Regions from separate parts of the Danio rerio genome. Here region 1 is linked to region 2. The links are chromatin contacts, called in public HiChIP or PLAC-seq maps. All regions are on one chromosome and are shown on one strand. The core of a region is the stretch at or near the end of the contact, and the rest is flanking DNA. Distances in the headings are between cores, read along the strand shown.

Region 1 (5,601 bases), core at 1,607-4,106, 75 kb before region 2:
TCAGACCCGATAGAGTACTCGAGAGATGAACGGATCAATTCTTTTTCCAGCTCTAAACGCATATTACTGGCTTCTGCCTTTCCACGATGAACGGCTCAAAAGAGTTGAAATGAACGATACCACCTGCACAAATGTGCACACGCGCGGATGAACGAATCACTCCCTGAGAGGACTCGTAGTTCCTGAGTCATGTTGAAGATTTGTTCAAAATGAACCAATTGTTTATGAACGACCCATCACTAATGGATAAATCATGGTTTTACTAGGTAATGTGAGAGCAATAAGCTATCTGGTATCTTTTGCCCCATGAGGCCTTCTGTGCCTTCTTCATGTCTGTCACATGATGAGACTTATTAAAAACAGCCAGCTTATGCAAAGATACCTTTCATGGTCTTTTTGAGTTAATTTAGATGTAAAATAAAGCACATTTATTTTTCATTACTACTGTTGGGTAATGTATTTTACTGATAAACTTGGCAAACAAGTAATACTCTTTGGTTGTCACACATTAAACATGGTTGAATTTCAGTAGTAAAGCTTAAATGTTTTGAACATAGTTTGCTTAATGTTTATATCTGAATAAACGCCATTAAAAATGTTCATCTCATAAAGCGATCATGTCTCTTCAGAAGACCGGCAAGCAGAAGTCTCTCAAATGTGATTAAAAATATCTTGGAACAACATGAGGGTGAGCTAATCATCACAGAGATTTCATTTATGGGATGAGCTAACCTTAATGTTCACCCCTGCTTGCTTAAAATGAGTTGAACTCTGACATTTGATTTTAACAATACTAACTTTTACACTATAAAGTTGGCACGTATATATGCCCTTGAGGAGAGTGATGGTTACGGCTAAGACTATAGGCCCTGGCTTGCCAGCCATTACCGCCAACTTGAGTTAAAATGAATCTGCTGAAACGAGACTGAAAAGCTCTTTGTCTAAGAATTCATCCTTAGGCATTTTATCCTGTGCTCATGCAACTATTTACAACTGAGCACAGAGGGCGAAGACTGGAAACTACCATAGCATATGTTAAGAATGTCTTTTATGTCATTACACACCCACATCTGTTCATAAGGCCACTTGTTCTGTGTTTTCATGTCGAGGACGGAATTTTGCATATTCATTTGAAGCATTGTAAAGGGCAGAGGGATTTCTAAAAGCACTCAGTGTTGTGTACAAAACTTGGAAATTAATGCGATTTCTGGCACAACAGTCTTTGTTACATGAGCACTGTAACAAAATGTAGTAAAAAAAAAAAGTTTCTGATGTAAATAATGCATTAAAAAAATCATGTAGATGTTAGAAGAACAAAGCTGGAAGAAGTTTTCAAGGCATGTTTGATTTATGTGTGAAGTCTGTGGTTAACATTCCTGTGAAACTTCTTGTAAATTACAGACTGAAAAAAAAGTTCAGTGTAAATTTGTCTTGTCTTGCTTTTTTTTAGCAAAAAAATATCAAAAATATTTAAAAAATTTTAATTAAAATTAAAAAAATATTAATTCTTAGATTAAAATTATTTACTTGAAAAGCATGATTACTTTTTGCCTTACAATTATGTAAGATATTAAGTCTTAATAAAATAATAATAGGATGTCACGGTGGCTCAGCGGTTAGCACAGTCGCTTCACAGGAAGAAGTTCACTGGTTCAAGCCCCATATTCGCACAGGTTTACTCCGGGTGCTCTGGCTTCCCCCACAGTTCTAAGACAGGCGCTATAGCAGAATGGGGTAAACTAAATTGATCACAGTTTATGTGTGTGAATGCGAGTGTGTATATGTGTTTCCCAGTTCTGGGTTGTGGCTGGAATAGCATCCGCTGTGTAAAACATATGCTGGATAAGTTGGCGGTTCATTCTGCTGTGGCGATCTCATGATAAACAAAGGGACTAAGCCGAAAGAAAAATAATGAAGGAATGAAAATAAAAATAATAATAATAATAATAAAAAATTTAAATATAAAATTAGTGTTTAGGGTAATAAAACAAGACAGAATAGCAAGATTTTTATACCTTAAATATAAATTTAAAAAATGTTAACATAAGACATTAGCAAGACGTTTTAGCTTGATTAATCAATTTAAAAGATATCGCACAAAAATACTCCAGTGATGAAATAAAATAATTAAAATTTTTTAAAATATATCAGACAGAAAGAAAAAAAAATACAAGACTGAATGTAAATACTGCTCTAATAATTGTATTCTGCATTAATAAATCTCATCTATTTTTTAATTTGTGTTTTTGATAACTTAAGTGGCAATATATATATATATATATATATATATATATATATATATATATATATATATATATATATATATATATATATATATATATATATATATATATATATATAGGCATTATTGGATATTCTATAAAATGCTTGTGTGGGGTAAGAGATTAAAGACTCTTCAGCCATCAGTTCTAGTTCATTCAACAATAAAAAGCGAGGGGTATTTCAAGGAGTAAAAAACTCTCTTTTCTTTCCACTCTTTCTTCCCACAATGGCCAGAGCGTGAAAATCGTCAGTTGTAGAGAGAAAGGAGACACATCTCGACTGGAAAGCCGCTGAATCCTTTTGGTCGTCTTCGGCGAGAGATTTCTCACTGACTTGCGCCGAAAAGTCTTCCGTAAATCATCACAAGGGTGTTATCCGGGGAAAGAAAACAACAACAACAAATGGCCAGTGAGTAATTTACTGTGATCTTGTGGTAAAATTGTGACGAGGATTTGAGGTCTACACAGCCAGTTCCGCACGGTTTAAGGATAATCAGTGTGTCAGTTTGGGCTTTCTTATGTAAAGCAGCTGTCTTTGAAGGCGGATCTTTTGGCAGGTTAGTTCAGGACGGTGGCGGAGGAGCTCAGACACAGACAGCGCGCGAGGCAGAGAGCTGCTCTTCAGGGAGAAACGGACACGAGCTAAAGTGAATACTCACACGTTTACGGAGAGGATTCGTTCATTCATTTAACATGACTGCGATGTAACGACACCGTGCCTTCCGTTTGGTCAGTTTGGATACACTTTGCGGAGGATGTGTGTGTGTGTTTAAAGTAGCGCGGGAGCTATTTGAAAAGTAAGTGTACTTTTGTGAAGAAACAGACCGTCAGCGATGTTTCACAGAACTGGAGAGATTTAAAGTACGGGTATATCATCTGTGGACTGGGAATTGAACATTAACAGCGCGAAACCTCTCAAAATAGTGAAAGTTTTTTTCATTTTTTTTCATCTGTTTGAAGATTTTTACGCACTAAATTCTCCTGTTACTCTTTTTTGGGATATAATAACTTTTTAAATTAAAACTAAAACAACAATGAAGAAACTTTTCTAGTGAAACAAAGCTTTTCGGAGAACAATATCTGCTATACATGAGTTAATATTGAAAGACAATGTTTGCTGCCGGTGTCGGACTCAGCCTTGGGCTGCTGTGCTTTGCTGGGTTTTGTTCTGCGATCAGTTCCATCGACCCGGACCGGCCAGGTGAAGGAAGATGCCAGGAGATTGCCATTCCTCTCTGTAAGGACATTGGCTACAACTTAACAGTTATGCCGAACTTAATGGGACATGAAGATCAAAATGAGGCAGCCATAAAGCTGCATGAGTTTGCTCCGCTGATTGAGTTCGGCTGTCACAGCCATCTGAAGTTTTTCTTGTGCTCACTCTACGCACCCATGTGCACAGAACAGGTATCCACACCTATCCCAGCATGCCGAGTGATGTGCGAGCAGGCAAGGCAGAAGTGTTCTCCCATCATGGAGCAGTTCAACTTTCACTGGCCTGAGTCGCTGGACTGTTCCAGACTGCCAAATAAAAACGACCCCAATTACCTCTGTATGGAAGCTCCCAACAATGGCACAGATGAGCCCCCAAAGGGCTCCCACACTCAGTCGCCAGACTCCCGACCCCCTCGGCCAGGTAACAGCCAAGAACTGCCTATTAAAGAGAGGGTCGGTAAGACCACATGCAGCAACCCTGGAAAGTTTCATTATGTGCAAAAGAGTGAGTCCTGTGCCCCCAAGTGTTACTCCAACGTAGATGTGTACTGGAGCCAGGGCGACAAACGCTTCTCCATGGTGTGGATTGCTATCTGGTCCATACTGTGCTTCATCTCTAGTGCCTTTACTGTCCTCACCTTTCTCATTGATCCCCAGCGCTTTAAGTACCCTGAGCGGCCCATCATCTTCCTTTCTATGTCCTACTGTGTCTACTCTGTGGGCTTTCTTGTAAGACTTTTTGTGGGGGTGGAAAATGTGGCCTGTGATCGTGACACTGGAGTTCAGTACATCATCCAGGAAGGCCTGGAAAGCACTGGCTGCACCATAGTCTTCCTCATTCTTTACTACTTCGGGATGGCCAGTTCCCTGTGGTGGGTCATTCTTACTCTCACATGGTTCCTCGCAGCTGGAAAAAAATGGGGTCACGAGGCCATCGAAGCCAACAGCAGCTACTTCCATCTGGCGGCATGGGCTATACCAGCCATCAAGACCATCATGATCCTGGTTATGAGGAAGGTAGCAGGAGACGAGCTCACTGGAGTCTGCTATGTAGGCAGCATGGATGTCAAAGCCTTGACTGGTTTTGTTCTTATTCCTCTCTCTTGCTACCTCATCATCGGCACTTCATTTTTACTCTCAGGGTTTGTTGCACTCTTTCACATCCGTAAGGTCATGAAGACCGAGGGAGAGAATACGGATAAGCTGGAGAAGCTGATGGTTAGGATCGGCGTGTTCTCTGTGCTCTACACAGTCCCCGCCACTTGCGTCATCGCCTGCTATTTTTACGAGCGTCTCAACATGGATTATTGGAAGATTCTAGCAGGAGAACAGAAGTGCGCCGATGACGGTAAAAGTGGGGAAGAGTGCGTGATGAAGAGCTCCATCCCTGCCGTAGAGATTTTCATGGTAAAGATTTTCATGTTGTTGGTGGTGGGCATCACCAGCGGCATGTGGATCTGGACCTCTAAAACACTGCAGTCGTGGCAGAATGTTTTCAGTCGCAAACTTAAGAAGAAGACAAGGAGGAAGGCTGCATGTGTTTTCACAGGAAGTGGACCTTACCTCAAGCCTCATCCTGCACTAAAAGGACACAAAACTAAGTACGAACCAGCAGGTCCTCCTGCAACTTGTGTATGAGCTGGGTCTCTACGCACACGCAAACAGCCAGAAATGAAAACTCTGAACTTTAACAAACTGCTTTATAAAAGGACAAGCCAGCAAAGAACTCCACAATTCTCGTATTTATTATATGCAAACTTCAGGTGCAGCATCCCCAACAAGTTTGTTCAGTTCCTAGTGTTTGTGCTGCATCTGAAACTTTGCAGACTGGAATTACAAAACAAAGTAAAAGGGAGTGAGTCCCTTGTGCTGTCATTGGGATGCCTATATCTTGTCATGTGCAATAGTTTGTTTCCCTTAGTGACAGAGAAAAAGGGACTCTGTAGAGCTGTGATTAAAGACAATGAAAGGACTCGACAAACAATGGGTGTGAATGGCTGGAGGAAAAGCAGCTCCTCTGTGGTGTAGTCGTGTGGCTTTTCTATGGAAATGAAGGCTGTGTCATACACAACTGCATTGACATTGGAGTGCAGCTGCTCAATAA
Region 2 (6,485 bases), core at 3,399-5,898:
TCAGACCACCCTTTTTGGGTGGAATCCAGCATGTTTCACAGGTGCACACCTCAGTCCAGAAAATATCTTTTACATGAACTAAAACATACTTGATATCCAACTGTCTTTTTAGGTGCTCTGAAGGCCTATCTGAAATACAACAATTCTCTGCCCTCGCGCATCATTGTTTACCGAGATGGAGTTGGAGATGGCATGCTGCAGAGCGTTGTGGACTATGAAGTTCCTCAGATCATGCAGTCTATCAAGACCATGGGGCAAGATTATGAGTAAGCCAGCCTTCATGCAGACACACTCACACTATAGGAATGATACATTTTCTTCATTGTTTTAATGTTTTTCTTTACAGGCCCAAGCTCTCAGTAGTGGTGGTGAAAAAGCGCATCAGCTCCCGATTCTTTGCTCGGATTGATGGCAAAATTGCCAATCCCCCTCCTGGGACAGTCATTGACACTGAAGTCACTCGTCCAGAGTGGTGCGTGTAGAGTACCCTGAAGGAACACTGCTCATTCTCAAACAAGCATTGCCCGATTAGTACATTTTTCTTTCACTTGGCCATCCAAAACATTCAGTTGTCCCGGTCAAGCATTAATACTGAACTTTGAATTCCTACTAATTGTTCATGGTACCGCTTACTTTTTTTTATGCATAAACTGGATTTTGTTGATACAGTAGAGTCAACCTTTAATTCATATTATGTTTAGTATATGAACCATAGTACATATAAATTTAAAAAGATTCGTAAGCATTTTTTTTAGTTGATCGTGCATGTTCAATCAAGTAAATCAGTTCTGAATGTATCTATAATAATGTAATGATGGCTTTATTTGTACTAATTGTACTAAAACTCCCGATTTATCTAATATCAGCAAAGTTATATTAGTAAATAATGCAAACTGCCCATATTTACCCAGTTGTTCATCTTTAATTTTACCCAGGTATGATTTCTTCATTGTAAGCCAGGCTGTGCGCTTTGGGTGTGTCGCACCTACTCACTACAATGTGGTGTTTGACAACAGCGGCCTTAAACCAGATCACATGCAGAGACTCACCTACAAACTTTGCCACATGTACTACAACTGGCAGGTAAAGACAGACCCACTGTAAATCACTAAAACAAGTAATACACCACTGATAGCTTTTAACACTTGGAACAGTTTAACACTTGTGTAATAGTATAGACTTCTCCAGTCCACTTTGGTTTTAGGGTCACAGTTTTGGTACAGTTCAATACATGTTCAGCAAAAAAAGACACTGTCAAATAAAAATTATAGAATTAAACTACAATTAAAATGAATACAACATGGCAAAGATGCCACTACAATCAACTGATTTTCAATTGTTTCATGTGTCAAACAGTTTTTTAGTTGCATGAACTGAATACCAAATATAACACTGCATACTGTGTATAATTACTGTTTAAATGAAATAGGTTAACCTATTAAACTAGCTATTCAGAGCAAAGAACAGTGGATGATTTCATTATCTGTTTAATTAATATTAAAAACACGTAAAGCTGGAATAAGATGTTTTTAGTTTGACTGAACAGATGCATCACAATGGGAAAGTTACAAACTTTCTTGAATGTTCTAATCTAAGGCAAAACCGATTGAATACTTGTCAAGTTGTCAAGATTTTACCATTAAAAAGCTTAAGCTTGACTTAATTTGTGCCTCATAACTTTCATTCACCTGTTCGAATGAGGATCTTCTCAGATTTCCTGCGCGAGTTCTCCCCCTTTGAGGCTCAATGTTTAAATAACAAAAGCTTATGAATTTCATTCATACTGGAATAATGACAGTGTGGGCGTCTGATCCCACGCAATGACATGCAACTTGTGTCTCTTACATTTTTTACATTAAAAACATTTCTAACTTTAGTGCTTATGGGACATTTACTCAAATGTTTCAGCTGATGAACATGTATCCTAACATGCACAGTTAGTTCAGAGTTTGAAGGAATTAAAGGAAAGGGAGACATGCTAAATGATAAATATTATTACATTTATTTTAAGGTGCTGTATGCACATTTTTTGACTCTTAAGCATGCAAATACCATAATATGTTTCCAGATAAGAAACATGCTAAGTAAACATTCTTGTTTATCTGAAAAACAATGCTGATGTCAGATAATCTGCTTTAAAAATGTGTTTTTCTGTGCCGGAAAGCTGTCTTTGTTTTGGGGTTTTTAACCCGCCCAATGCCAGTTTAGCCAATTATATTCCAGCAACCTGGGTTGCCGTGGTGTAAAACTGCATATTTCATTCAGTCAGGAAGGCTCTCAAAGCATGCATTCGTAACCAAAATGCGACCTCCTGTCGAGAGTAGCAGACTCAAATGAGACGCAGATTCAGTTCCACATGAGGTTATTAATTAGCAAATTATATAAGTATTATGAACCTAAACATTAGCTGAGCAGGTTACATTGTAACCCTGAATATTAACAACATGCTTTGTGACTAGTTATGCAATGATATGCAATTTGGCTGTTTGCATCAGAAGAAACATGACAAATTTAAATATGGCCGTTCAGAAGTACAGAATATGCACTCACCCACGAAATGGTAAGGTTTATAATCTAATACATATTAACCCTCTTTAACATTATTAAATGTAGATGCTGTACCACTGATATGTGTTCTAAAGTTCAATTTCAGACGGTTTATTTTCAAGATCTGAGGTGCTGCTGCTTTCAGTATATAGCAATAAATGTCAGGTAAAATGGCATTCAAACTCACATTGTTAACATTTAACAGTGAATAAAGCACTGTAGCTGAGCTGATCATTGTCAGTTTTCCGTTGTTCACTTGTGCCAAATAGACGGCGTTTTAAATATATGTTCGAGGAGTTTGTTAGAACAAAAACTCCTTTTAATATGAAAAAAATATTCCTTCTATTATGTGCTGTTGCTTTTATTTAGAACACTTTTAATTTTCTCGCGCTTGTCCTCAATCTGGCAACCTGCGCTTTGCATTTGTTTTGATCCAGGAGTGCAATACCTAGTTCAACCACTGGGTGTGAAACTTGCATTTGTATTGAGCTGTGGAGGTCAGACAGAACCAGTCAATATTATGAGTATTGTGGCATCCCTAATTAACACAGTGTGCTGTGATATGGATTCTTTATGACTATTTCTCTGTTTCCTTAGGGGATTGTGCGAGTGCCAGCTCCATGCCAGTATGCCCACAAATTGGCCTTCCTGGTTGGCCAGAGCATTCACAAGGAGCCTAACATGAATCTGGATGACTTCCTGTATTACCTGTAACTGGTTAAAGAGTCAAGATGCAGGGTCCTGAAGGAACAGTGTGACCGTAGTTTCTTTTTCGAGTTGAATGGAAAAGAGTATGCTATTCGGAGAACTTTCATTTCATAGCTACAAAGTTTTGAGAAGAGCAGGTATAACAAAAAAGTTTTGTTTGAAAGGGGAAATGCTTTTATTTCAGATATTGATTTCAATTGTGTGCCTTGAGTTCAATCTGGTGCCTTGTGATTATAAGACTCCTTTTTTTTGTAATAAGATGTTCAAATCTCAAATTTCTGTATTTAGAGATTGTTAATTGAATTAAAAAGTAAACATTTATTTTCTGGGTTCCAATTTGAAAGATAAATCGTTGTAATGTAAGTGCTCCTACTTACTACTAACAATGATGTAAAGTTTGCATGTTTCACGTACTATTAAATGCTGTGATTGTAGCCCTCCTACTTTTGTGATTTGAATTCTAGTACAACATAGCAACATAGTTATGGTAAAAGTTTTACAAAGTAAATAAATGTGTAAATAAAATACTTGACGAGCTAACCTCAATTTGTTGAAAACATGTTTCAATTTCATTTGAGAATAAAGCTGAAGTTCACACTGTTTGGATCATTTGACAATCTAGTGATTTTTAGAATTTCTTTTTTGGTCAACCCTCCACAAATAAAAATTTCAAGTGCAATATCCTACAAATTTAATTCCTGGCAACAAAGTTTTGCCCCTGTTAAAGATATTGGTGTTTAAGGAGAACTCAGCCCTTTATACACAAGTTATTGTTAAAAATGAAGAGTTCAACCAAAAATTTAAATACTTAACCTGGTGTTATTTTACACTTACTGGCGACGCACTAGGTTGTGATGTCGCCTCACCGCAAGAAGGTTGTTGGTTCGATCCTCGGCTGGTTCAGTTAGCAGTTCTTAGTGGAGTGTTATTCTTAGGATGAGTATATGAACATTTCAGCTATAGGTGTACTCCATCTCTGAAACTACTGCAGGTGGCAAAGAGAGGCTCAGTAATTCAATTAGGAAAACGGCAATTCATTTTTATTCGACATTGACGAGTTCAAAATAATTGTTGAGTCCTAAAGTACTGACATTGACATCAGTTGAGTTAATACCTACTGAACTAAGGATTTCGATTGGCCCAATCTGGCAAGCGCTTAGAAAAGTAACAGACAACGCGTGAAAACGTCATCTTCTTTCTACCGTGTCGCGATTAAAATTGACACCAAAATAATAAAAGTGCGGATGCCCATAGCCTTTAAACTGAAACACAGCGTAAAAGGTAAAGAAAGAAACCCAAATAAAACATTGCCTGACAGCGCCATAATGTTACCGCCCTGTTCCGAGTTAGCTGCGCCCACAGTGTAATTGAGACGCGCAGAGAAGAACCGTCAGCTGGAGACAGGCGGAGAACTAAGGATGGCAACCAAACAAACACCTCATGACTGGACATTTCTTTCAAAGTAACACTTTTTATAAGCGTTTATTGTCAAGTTACTAATTCTAAATGCTAATTCGTGTATTGTCAACATACTTTTGTTTGGGTAGAACTTAAAATGGACTTTAATTCGGACGGACAGCAACGGACGTGATCGATAAACAGGATAATCGACGTCTCATCGACATTGTTATGAGGGACCGACTGGCGGATTTGAATGTGGCAAGTGATTGATAACAAATCCGATAAAAAAAAAACTGGCTAGCAGCGTACTTGATTATTGAAGACATTTAAAAAAAATAAACGTTTTTTATTTTCCTAGTGACTTTCTCTGTTGTTTATGTTTACTTCTCATGCTTGTGTCTGTCTTGTGTTTATGTGCACTTGTGGTGTTTTAGGGCAGGCATAATGCCAGTGAAGATGGGGGTGTCGCTGTGTCCATGGAGAGAAATGACTTCATGCAAGACTTTTTTCAAAAGGTAACAGTTTAGGGTGGGAAGGGAGGGTTTATATAACGTAACGGGGGTACAAGTGCCTTCAAAGTTTGTTTGTTTGTTCGTTTGTTTATTTAACCATAAGTTCACTTACAAACCAACACGGCACATTCAACAATACAATACATTTAGTGTTGATATAAAAGTACATGACTAGGAACATAAAAAAGAAAGTGCCTTCATAGGCACAGTATAGAAAATCATCATACCCTTACTTTATTTGTCATATAGCCTGAAACCAAATCACATTCCAATTAATTCTTGCCTTTGAAATGTTTTTGTTGCCTTTTCCAAACTTGCCTTTCTACAACTTTATTCTGAGTGTTTGTAAGTCTAAAAACAAGATGAACCAGATTCAAATCTGTTTAAAGATAGTAGAAATTATAGGAGAAATTATATGACCATTCGTATTACAAGAACCTCATGATGCTTGCAAGGAGCATCATTTTGAACTCAAGTCATATATTGAATCCTAAATTTATATCATTAAAGTTTAATGGTCGATTTAGATTCCCAAGTTTTAATAAAGTAAAATTTAAAATCTTTTGTACATCTGACTGTCTTGAAGCTGAATAAAGCCAGTGTACAATAAATTTTTTTTTTTTTTTGTATGTCTTTGTAAGGAGTATATATATCATGCTATTATGCAAGAAAAAATCTAATGCAAGTCTGGCAATAAAGTATTGTGATGAAGGTCTTTTGAAAGCAGAGTGTAATGTGAGTAAAAGATTTTCAGAGGGTATAATGATTTTCTATAGGGACTGTATGCACTTAATTTATTGCTCTGAAAAAAATACTCTAAGGACAGTAATGATACTGATTAATAAAAACAATAACTAATTTATATATATATATATATATATATATATATATATATATATATATATATATATATATATATATATATATATATATATATATATATGTGTGTGTGTGTGTGGTGAGAACATGCATCCGTAGAAGTGTCCATCGAGAAGCCCAGTAATGTGAAACCTTAGCAAAAATACAAATTAAAACTCTGCTTTTACTTTTTTTTTTTTTAGGTTGAAGAGGTCAGACGGGTCATTGAAAAGATCTCCTCCCTAGTGGATGAGGTGAAGAAGAAATATAGTGTGATCCTTTCGGCCCCCAATCCTGATGAGAGTAAGTCACCCTTATGCACCTTTAGTGAAATATGAGCAAGTTTTACAACAGAAACAAGTAAGACCTAGTTTCTGAATGGTCAGGTTAAATAGTTTTGCTTGACAGTGCTCGTTAGCAGGTTTACAGTCACCATTTGACTTGAATTTTTTTTCATTC

Evidence for each region. HiChIP or PLAC-seq counts read pairs in DNA pulled down with a chosen protein or histone mark.
Region 1: a contact with region 2 is called in an H3K4me3 HiChIP or PLAC-seq map of gastrula embryo, with 2.0 times the contacts expected there. The contact joins the promoter of fzd10 here to the promoter of stx2b in region 2. A contact is called at or near these places in 2 of 4 datasets of contacts at active chromatin or transcription factors (embryo and gastrula embryo).

Annotation. Positions count from the first base shown.
Region 1 is chr8:52,725,833-52,731,433 of GRCz12tu, reverse strand. fzd10 (frizzled class receptor 10) reads left to right here and starts at 2,856. Exons shown (of 1, transcript NM_130917.2): 1 at 2,856-5,601. The coding sequence starts at 3,393. The coding sequence ends at 5,135.
Region 2 is chr8:52,651,592-52,658,076 of GRCz12tu, reverse strand. stx2b (syntaxin 2b) reads left to right here and starts at 4,648. Exons shown (of 11, transcript XR_012384728.1): 1 at 4,648-4,717; 2 at 4,803-4,914; 3 at 5,091-5,171; 4 at 6,230-6,329. piwil1 (piwi-like RNA-mediated gene silencing 1) reads left to right here. Exons shown (of 22, transcript NM_183338.2): 19 at 113-266; 20 at 347-472; 21 at 936-1,083; 22 at 3,145-3,855. The coding sequence ends at 3,261.